Linked DNA regions of Ovis aries: region 2 is linked to region 1. A link is a contact called in public Hi-C data. All regions are on one chromosome and are shown on one strand. The core of a region is the stretch at or near the end of the contact, and the rest is flanking DNA. Distances in the headings are between cores, read along the strand shown. Region 1 overlaps AOPEP (aminopeptidase O (putative)). Region 2 overlaps AOPEP (aminopeptidase O (putative)).

The links. A called contact is a pair of places that touch in the nucleus more often than the background predicts.
Region 2: a contact with region 1 is called in a Hi-C map of liver, with 4 times the contacts expected there. The contact joins two enhancer-like sites. A contact is called at or near these places in 4 of 16 Hi-C or Micro-C datasets (liver, muscle, skin fibroblasts and 1 more).

What each region holds. Positions count from the first base shown.
Region 1 is chr2:31,308,093-31,313,010 of ARS-UI_Ramb_v3.0, reverse strand. All of the region lies in intron 13 of AOPEP (aminopeptidase O (putative)), which reads left to right. Among named protein-coding and RNA genes, the nearest start is that of MIR23B, 34 kb to the right of the region's middle. Within about 2 kb of position 2,845, at least 26 of the 54 cell types and tissues checked have an H3K27ac peak or open chromatin away from gene starts, as enhancers often do. A contact at or near this core is called in liver and tail adipose tissue, where this site is marked.
Region 2 is chr2:31,348,096-31,353,047 of ARS-UI_Ramb_v3.0, reverse strand. AOPEP (aminopeptidase O (putative)) reads left to right here. Exons shown (of 15, transcript XM_042243057.2): 12 at 2,258-2,320; 13 at 2,733-2,807. Among named protein-coding and RNA genes, the nearest start is that of MIR23B, 74 kb to the right of the region's middle. Within about 2 kb of position 1,452, at least 35 of the 54 cell types and tissues checked have an H3K27ac peak or open chromatin away from gene starts, as enhancers often do. A contact at or near this core is called in liver and tail adipose tissue, where this site is marked.

The DNA of each region.
Region 1 (4,918 bases), core at 1,596-4,095:
GGGGCTGGAGTCACATGAGATTCCCTAAACCGCCCTCCCCACCCATACACCCCCCTTCCGCCCCCAAACATACACCATTTCTTCCCTGCGGAGACTTGCTGTCCCTTCCCGGTGGACGCTGGTGGCTCTGTCCTCTGGCGAAAAACTCAGGGCTTCTGTCCGTAGTGAGGGATCCCGCGCACTCACCGGAATCTCGGCTCTGGAACCAAGAGAGTTCCACGGTTGCTGCACCACAGGCCGCAGCTCCACTGAGACCAGGATACTTGGATTTTAGTTTCTTTCATTAATAATCCATTGTCCTCATGCTTCTAATTTGAATCATTCCTTGCTTTGAGAGAGGAACAGACTCCGAGGACAGATGTCAGTCTTCGTAATTAAACTTAGATTAAGTTAGTTGAGAGCAGCGGGAAGCAAGAAGTGCAAGGATTTGGGGCAAGTCCAGCCGGTCAGCCGGCCCCGCCGAATTGGAAGTGGCATTTGGGGACTTGCCTTGGAAAGGAGTCACCCACCTCCGTGTTGAAGGGCATTAGGAGGCGGGTGTGAGGCACAGGTGGCTCCAGCAGTGCTGGCCGGCAAACGACTGTGCTCTGCTTAGGAAAGGGGGGAAAACGTTTCCCAGATAGGGTTTCCTTCAAAAAATAATAATTTCATGGGATAGGGCTATTGATTTGGCTTGCAGAGGGGGAAATGGTATTTATAAAAAGAGCTTGAACAAATAGTATTGGAATCAGTGAGTACTGAAATCTGATGATGGTGAGAACTGTTGTCTTAGGTGGAGATACTCTGAGGACAGCATGTGGTATGTGATTTTTATCTTATCTCTTGCTCTCTACCTTTTGAACTTAAAGCAGAATTGCAGACCAACAGCTTAATCAGCTACGGCTTTTTCCTTTTAAAGGTAAATTCTGAAATAAATTTGGGTCATGGTGCTTGCCTGTTAGATGTTTACTTTTGCAAGAACATTTTGGTGTATTTTGTAACTTTTTTTTTATTCTTGTCTTACTGAAGAATATTTGTTAATTATCTGAAGGTGGCTATCATGCATTTTCCCAACTGAAAAAATTCATTTGAAAAATTGACTAATTTTAATGTGATACACTTGAAAATATGCCTCAAACTTACTAATGTTCCTAACATTTAAAGAGCGGTGTCCTGTGTTGCACACAAGATAGATTTAGCTAAGAAAACTTTTAAAGCATTTAAAGATTTAGATCTTGACTTGGTGGGGAATTTTGGAAAAGATAAATTTGGGGGAATATAAGCTCTTTCCTGAAGGAGCTTTCTTGTGTCCTCAGTTGCTCGTTGTGTTTATTTTATCTGCACAAGTGTTTGGTAATCCTTTTAAAGTTTTTATTTCTCAGGCACCTGGTTTTCTTGGTTTAAGTATTTAGGAATGTCCTGTTACTTTCAGGGCTTTAAAGTTTTAGGTGAGATAGACACATTAACATTTGAAAGTGTCTGCATTTGGTTTTGTTTCGTATTTGAAATTGTTTGCATTTGGTTTTGTTTTTTATTTTCTACTTGTTTTAACTTGAAATTAGTTGCTTTTGTTATTAAAAGAGATGAACTTTCAAGGTGGTTACTGCAGTGAAGCTTTATAGAGCTGTGTTCTGATACCTGCCATTAATATTTAGAGAGGCAAATTTAGCTGCTAAACAAACATAGCATTTTGTAACAAAATAAAGTACTAAATTAATTTTCCAGTGTGGCAATTAAGATTTCTTCATTTAAAAATGGAGAAATTTTAGAACATACCTAGTAAATGCATGGAGTGGGACTGAAAACCATAGTTACCTGAAATTTTGAAAAAATGAAAATGTTTTTGAAGTATATATCTAGGGGAAGACATGGGTCATACAACCTATTTTATGCAATGTTTTTGAGGCAGTAGTTTTTATTAGTTTTCTATAGTCTTTCACATTAACTTAATTTCTAGATTGTTCAGTAATTCTAAAATGGATGCAGATTGCTTTAAAGATCAAACCAGAACTGGAAAAGGAAGTAGAGAAAGGCTTTTCTGGAGTGTTTTTTGTTTTTGATTTTTCTAAGCACATGTTTTATGGTTATAATTTTCCTCTTCCTGAAATATCCCCTGTACATCTCAAACTGAAGAGATTAATACTCAGAACTGTGAATGGACCATCAATTTCTGGGGACTATCAATTTCTGGGGAAGATAGGCCTAATCATTCCACCAGGACTAATTAAGCATTATGCAGATTGTTTACTAGAAAGATGTCCTGGGTAGTTTTCCCTTTTATTCACATAATCTGTAAACTGAAAAGAAAACAACCCTCCCATATCTTTGTACATCTTTCACCTGTCTACCAGGTGATCCAGGAACATTTGTGAATGTTCTTCTGCAGGAGAGACTAAACTCACAAGTTCAATATTCATTTTTCGGAAATGGTATTTTTTTCTTTTCTTTTTATTTTTGTCTTTGTTGTAACAGGAGGGCATGGTCTGGTACTTTTCCATAGACACGCTAATATCCTTGTAAAGTGGCATGTACACTAGAGGCTAAGCTTTTTTTTTAAAGTACAGTGAGCAAGGAGAGAAAGTCTTCACATTCTATAAATTAGAAGAAAAATTGCCACAGCTATGATTGTCTTTGTTCTCAAAGCCATTTGAATTGCAGGCTGTGTTGGGACTGGTTCTTACATTGTTTAACTGCTGAGACTAAAACTTCTAATTAGAGTAATTACTGGGTGGGAGCTGACTGGCGGGGCGGGGTGGGGGCCAGGGGTGTGGCTGGGAAGGGGCGCCGCACGGTGGGAACCCGGCTCGGCTGGCCCGCGGGGCGGGGCGGGCGCGGCGGTGGCCTCTCCGGGGATTGGCCCGGGAGGCGGAGGCGGCGCGCGCCGGCCGCTGCCGATATCAGCCGACGCCCGAGACGGATCCGGGCGGACTCTGGGCTCCGGCCTGCGCCCCGACGGGAGCCTCAGTAAGTAAGTTTTCCTCCTTCCAGGTCGGGCCCGGGGCCGTCAGCTGGTGTTCGTTAGGAGAATTAAGGTGGTTTCTTCCCCGTCTTCCAAATCCCTTCTCATTTTCCTCCTCTTAACCTCAGTCTTTCCACCAAATGAGTTTCAGCAAGAAAGAAAGCCAAGTTTGGTTCACTCGTGATCGTTCTGCTTCATAAATCTGTCCTTATTTGCTCACAGCTAACAGCCCATTCTGTGGAGGTTGCATTCCCACTACCACGGTGGTATCATTTGATGTGAATGGGAGTTCTAGTTGCCTTCAAAAATACTATCTGGTGCTTCTGACGGGCTCTTGCCTTTGTTTTCACACCGTTGTGCTTGTAAACATTTTGAACTTTGAGTGCATTCAAGGACATGGGCGTTGGTATTGTAATTTTTTCTGTGTATTTTATTTACGAAACCTTCAAGGAAAACAGATCGGTTAAACAAATACATTCTGAAGTGCTGCTTACTTAAAGGAAAAGTGTAACAAATTACTGCTCAGACTGGAACCTTCTTTAGAAGTGTTGTGCAGGTCAACTTTAGTCTCTAGAGCTCTGTCCTCTTTGCTGTTTGTTAAGGGATGTGTGCCAACATAGTAAGGGTTCGGGTCTTTACTCTCAATTCCTAGAAAACATTCTTAGTTGGAAACGTAGCTCAAGTTTTAAACTTTGACTCTTTAGAAAACTTTGTTAGGTTTGCCTTAGAGGGAGCAGCCTGTTCATGTTTTGTCTCAAAGGTAACTACTGCTTGTAAAGTTCTGAGATGAGATCCTACATTGTGAAATCAGCAGGAAGATGGTTTTCAGTCTGTGAAGTTTCATTTAGTAAATTTAAAAATGTGTGTTCACCTTTTGTTTTGGTGGAGGTCTGTGATCACTGGTTTTTCAAGTTGATTTGTTATGAGTAAGTCAGCTTCACTCTGGAATACAATGTGTAGATTATAATTGGTATGTTGTAACTTCCATAAAAGCACAGTTGCAGAAATTCTGTTAAAATGTAGAGAGTAAAATATTTTTTTAAGTTTCTCCTTTTAGTTTTAACTGTATAAGAAAAAACCTTTTAAAAACTACACAAAGAAAATAGTTTCATTTCCTCTTTTTTTTTTTTTTTAACATAAATTCCGAAATTTATAAAGCAGATGAGCTTGGATACTCAGAAGAGGGAAGGTTTGTCTTTTTTGTAGACTTAACTGTTTTTCATTAAAATTGAATAAACAACTCAAAAACTTAGAAATGTCGTAACATTTCTTGTAATTTCCAAAAGTTCTGTGCTATTCAAATGTGTTATGCTTATAAAATACTACTAAATTTTTCTTATATGAGCACGTTATACATACATAAAGTCAGATAAAAAAAGAACGCCAAAACTTGAGTACAATTTGTATGAAGTTGCTTCAGGAGTCTCAGAATAACAACTTGCAATGCTTGAGATTTTATTAGTTTACTTGCTACTAGTAAACGTACATTATGTTTACTCATCTTCATGGCAACCAGAAAATATGAAAAGGTATTGGTAGGTCTCAGACCTGCTGGGATTTTAGGTTCATGGTTAATAAGTATGTGTCTGTTCTGCATCTTTGAAGACTTACTTCTGTTGATTGCCTTTGATGTATTTGAGTTCACGTGAGAGCATTTTTCTGTGGCAGCAAACAAGGCCAAATTTCAGAGTTCCTGCTCCTGTAACCAGCTTCAGGCTGGTCTGGACCACGAGTCCAAGTTGGAGCTCACAGTAGACGTAAGATTATCTGAATAATCTTTTATATATATAATATATAAATGTGTGTCTGTATATAATGTCTGAATTCTGATAACAGTAAGAACATTTTTATAATACTGTTTCCGTCTGCTTGTTGGGAATGGTTCTCATCACGATAGGAAGTACATTAATTTATGAATTATTCAGTCCTTTGTACATAGCGTGCAACTTTGGGTAAACAAAGCTGGCATCACTCGTGTGT
Region 2 (4,952 bases), core at 203-2,702, 41 kb before region 1:
GAACTGGGTGCTAGGAAGTTTAAAGGAGACTGTCAATGGCAGCAAGTGGAGGTTCCCAGGTCTCAGTTCCTAAGATCTTTCCAGTGGCTCAGTGGGATTTTTAGAATGAGGAATGATCAGTGTGTATGTGTGTGTGTGTGTATTTGAGACCACAACCAGATGAAAATTATAAGGGGAGAAGGCTTTTAATTACTAACTACCCAGCTGTAACAGCAAATTTTTATACAAGTATGTATAAGGTTTAATTTGCAATAGTTACCTTTCCTCCTGCTGCTGAATTGTTGGAATTTACTTTGGCTTTGTTTCTTCTAAGACTGCATATTTTTAAATTGTTGCTAAATCAACCAAGAGGACACTTAAGAAAGGTCCATTTAGGCATGGCACTGTACATCAATATTGAACTGCTGGTATCAGGGTTTTTAGGGACAGTGAATTCCCAAGGAAAAAACTTCTACTGGGTAGATGGAAATGTCCGTAGGTGATAGATTTCTATTGATTATGGAACTGTTTTTAGTAGCATGAACGCTTAAATAGTTCAAAGTTTTATTTCCATTTTAAATTAAGCAGCTCTACAATTACATAATCCACTTTATCATTGGTAATGTTTACCTGCCTATGTACGTGCATTTGAGACTTGCAAGCTATGTTATTTTTATGGATTTCTTTTACAGTACAAACATTGTATGTGATGGTTGTACATCATGTATAAAAAGATTCGATAACACTTTGAAAAATCTTTAGCAAATGAGCATGCATTTCATAGCACTTAGCCAATAATGGTTAATATGTCGATTTAACGCTCTGTAGGCTTTTCTTTTTTTAATTCCGGGAAACACAAACACAAGTCAAGAATCTCCCATTTGAGCAGAACTGTTGTTTGTTTTAGGAAACAGAAATGCATCATCAATGTAATTTTAAGTAGTTCAGTTATGAATATGGGATGAAGGGATAAAATGAAGTTTTCTACTCTGATGTCTCCATTAAGTAGCTCCCCTTTGTGTAAAATACTCCATGGCAAAGTTGCTTCTATTTAAAGTAGTGAGTTTGATCTTGGCTTTGATCTAAAGCTTTTGATCTTGAAAGAAGGATGGAGTAGCAATAAAGAGAGAGCAAGAGAGATTTTCTTTAGAGAAATGCGATAAAGTTAAAGGAATGGTCAAGATCAGCAAACGCGAGTGCGACCCGACTCTTCTCCCCAAGCACTCACCGCCCCCCCCCCCGCCCCCCGCCACCCAGGCTGGCTCAGCTGCTGAGGATGGAAAGAAAGCCTTTTGGAGGGTAGGCGGAAAAAAATGAGGGTATCGTACACTTTTCTAAACCAAGTGGAAACTTTACCCCTATTTTTGAAAAAGTATTGTCCCCTTCTTAAATTCTACTAGTCGCTTTGGCGGGGGAGAGGGGGGGCGAAAGCCGGGCGAGAGCACCGCCGGCCGCGCTCAACAAGAGCGCATCAGCTCCCGCGACCCGCGGGCGGAGCTCGGAGTTTGCCTTTCACGCGCTCGCGGCTTCTCCCCCAGGAGGTCACCTGCCTCCTCCCCGAAGTCCGGAGGGGGCACTGAAAAACGTCCACTTAATGGCGTCTAATTCTTTCCCAGGGGAAACTCCATTAGGAAAGTTCCTCTCCCTCCGCGAAGGCCATCTGAACACTTGGGTTTCTGACTCGCAGAGCGAGTTCAGGCTGGCGGCGGCGGTGAGGGCGCTTCTCCCGCTAAGCCCTTTCTCCGGCCGGCGGGTAGCACTTCTGCTCCCACCGCGGCCGAGAAGCCCTTTCGCGGGTACCCCAGGTCCCGCATGGGTGGGACTGGAAAGGTAAGCGCGCGCGCCGGGGTCGACCAGCGCCAGGGAGGGCGCGGGCCCGCGCGCGGAGAAGAAAGATGTTTGCGAAGAGAACAATAAAATAGCCGGCACGCCGGCGGGGGTGGGGGCGGAGGCGACCTGCGGGGAGGGTGGCGCGGCCGCCTATACCTTTAAGGCAGGCCCCGCCCCCGCCCAGCGCCCGCCCGCCGCCCGCGCCGCCGCCCGGGCCCCGCGCCGCCCGCCGCCCGCCCTGCGCCTTAGGTGTTGCGGGCCTCTAGCGCCCGCCGCTTTCCGCTGGGGCGGCGGGGCGACGGCTCTGAGCGCGGGCTCCGGCGCCCGGCTCTCACCTTCACCTACTGCGGGCGAGGTAGGGGGTCAGCGCGCCGAGTTGGTGGGGCGCGGGGGAGGGAGGCTGGGGCGGCTCCCGGGATAAACTTGACTCTGTCCCCTTCCCCCGCAGCCGCTGCAGAGGGAGCGCCAGGCCCTGGCGGAGTGCGGGCTCGCGCAGCAAGTGAGCGCCGAGGTGAGTGCGGGCGACGCGGTCCACGCGCTCCCCTCCCTGCCTCCCCGGGCCGTGGGTCCCGCGTTGCATCCCTGGCACGGAGCCCGGGATCGGCGGCGGCGGCGCGCGACAACGGTGGGTAAGATGGCCCTCGTCCGGGGGCTCTTGCGCACACCGGTGCGGGGGCGGCCAAGCGGGCTACTGACGGAGGGAGCGGCCGGAGCGAAGGTCACGGCCTCGGCTCGCCGCAGACCCGAGGGCCCGCAGCGTTGAGGCGGCCTCTGGATGCCCTAAAGGTGCCGGTGGCTCCCCCAGGTGAAGCCGAGGAAGGCTGCGTCGTGAGGCCGTCGATCGTTTCTTTTCTCACGCTGAGGGGCGGCCCTGGGGACCTGTTGTCCTATGTTTAAAATGCCCTGTGGTTTTTGAACTTCAGGTCGCGAAATGGGTCCGAGTGAACCGGAGACCCCGAAAACGGAAACGAAAGGACAGAGAAGAAGTGTTTGAGAAGGTAGGGGTCCCCGAAAGAGAGCACTGGATGGAGTTCTTGATCAGTCTCCCCATCTGCCCCCCTCCCCCCAATACTTGGTCACAACAATAGGGTAGCATTTTTTTTTTTTACGTTTTAATTAAATTTGCAGTAAACCTTAGATTTACCTAGGTATAGTTCTATAGAAATACTGATTGATAATCCTATTGATTATCAACGTACTTTGTTCTCAGGAAGTGAAAACGACCCAGGATGCAGATTTCTTTCATGCTCTTTAAATAGAGCATCAGGACAAAAAGCCAGTTCCATTATATTATTACATTAGACCAGTAACGTTTATTATGGTATGTGGTATTATTATGATATAATATCTCTAAAAACCAGGGAGTGTTCTGAATAAATGACCCACAGTATAAGGTTTCTCAGTTTGATCCTGAGAGAGACCACTCACACTCATTAATTTAGACTACAGAGTACTCTCAAAAATGGAGAGAGATGAAAGTAGTGTATTACTTTTGAAACAGTGGAGGGATTTTGTTTACTTAAAGCAGATGAGAAATTTGTCTTTCTATATTTAGAATTTCAGTATGCTACTTTGCAGAAGTTTGGACTACCTGTTTTCTCCTGAAATTGTATTAAGTTAAAACTTGATTTGTCATTGTAGTAAATATTGTGAAATAAGGTAAGTAGTTTGTTATTTCCTGAGTGCTTTTGTTGAAAACTCTTAAAAATGAATGTTTTTACAAACATTGCAGCAGGTAGGATTTTTGTTGCTTTGGCTTTAATAATTTTACTGTTTTTTGATTCTTGAAAGCACCAAGGGATTAAAATAGCAGTGTGTTGTTTTTCTGCTGCTTAGAATGTATGATGAATCATTTCTGACTCTGAAGCCAAATTCTTGCTGATAGCATTGCTGCCAACTTCTGTGATGTGTTGCCTTAGTATGGGCATTGCAGCGTCCGAGAATGTGCACAAAGCACATCATAATGGAGGTGATACCAAAGTTTCAGAGTGCATTTAAGGATACCGAGGGCAGCTTCTGAGAGAATTACAAAAAGGACTGGCCTAGGAGTTTGGTCATTTGTAAGGAGACATTCAGTGTGTGAAAAGCCCTTCCCTTTTTAAACAAAGAGTCGTACATGTCACTTCAGTTAAACAGTAATAGAAAAAGTGGTCATTTTGAACTGGCTTGAGTTTTCTGGCTGTACCTTAGCATGCTATGGTAGGTTGTGTTGGTTTAACTTTTCATGGTCTAGGTGTTTTTAAAAATGTTTGTGAGGTGATGGATGAATGAGATCATAAAATGTCCAAAGAAGGAAAAAGAATTACAAATTGGCTCATTTAGTGGTTAAAAAAATATTTTTTAGCTATTATTTTTGTAAACCCAAAGTAAGATTATCCAAGCACACAGTGTTTCATGCATAAAAGAAGGGGTAACCCTTTGTGGATTACCAGGTAATCACTACCAGAATCTGAATTTGAAGTAACCATATATGTGACACCCACTGTGTTACCCATCTGTGACCTGACCACCGCCCTCTGAGAATGAGGCTAGGGACTGAGGAGTTTGCCTTCCAAGAACACTGGAGTTCTTCACTGAGCATTTCTCCTTGAGAGAGGCTATTGTGTTGGATCTTATGGGGATAACGTGCTTTTGACTTTTCTTAGAAATTGTGGGCAGTAGTTTTGAGGAGGACATGAAAATGAAGTGGGTTGAGACTGTCATGCCGAGCTTCCTTTCAGGGAATGAAGCTTAAAGCTGACTAGCTTTGAGGGTGGAGGTGGGGGGAGGGGGGCAAGAAGGGGGATGGTTTAAGAATTGTCCAAGAGAGTATTAATTATCAATGTCTCCAGTTTTTCCTTCTGGTTCTGCACAGCAGCTCAGCCCTTTGCCCACTGTTTTGCTTCTGCTCTGTCTTAGAGTTTGGAGCTCACTGAGGCAAAGCATGTGATATTTTCAAGGACAGGGAGAAAGGGGGTGCGATTAGCCACCAAGGGCGTTAGAACAAGTTCTGAAAGACACAGAAGCTGTACAGCAGCTGGTAGCCGAGGTGTGTCCTCTGATTGCCTGAGTGTCTATTCCAAAATATGGATCAAATTCTGTGGTATTGAATATTCAAACCTAGGTCTTATGTTAACCTTTTGCTGGGATTTGAACCTGTTATT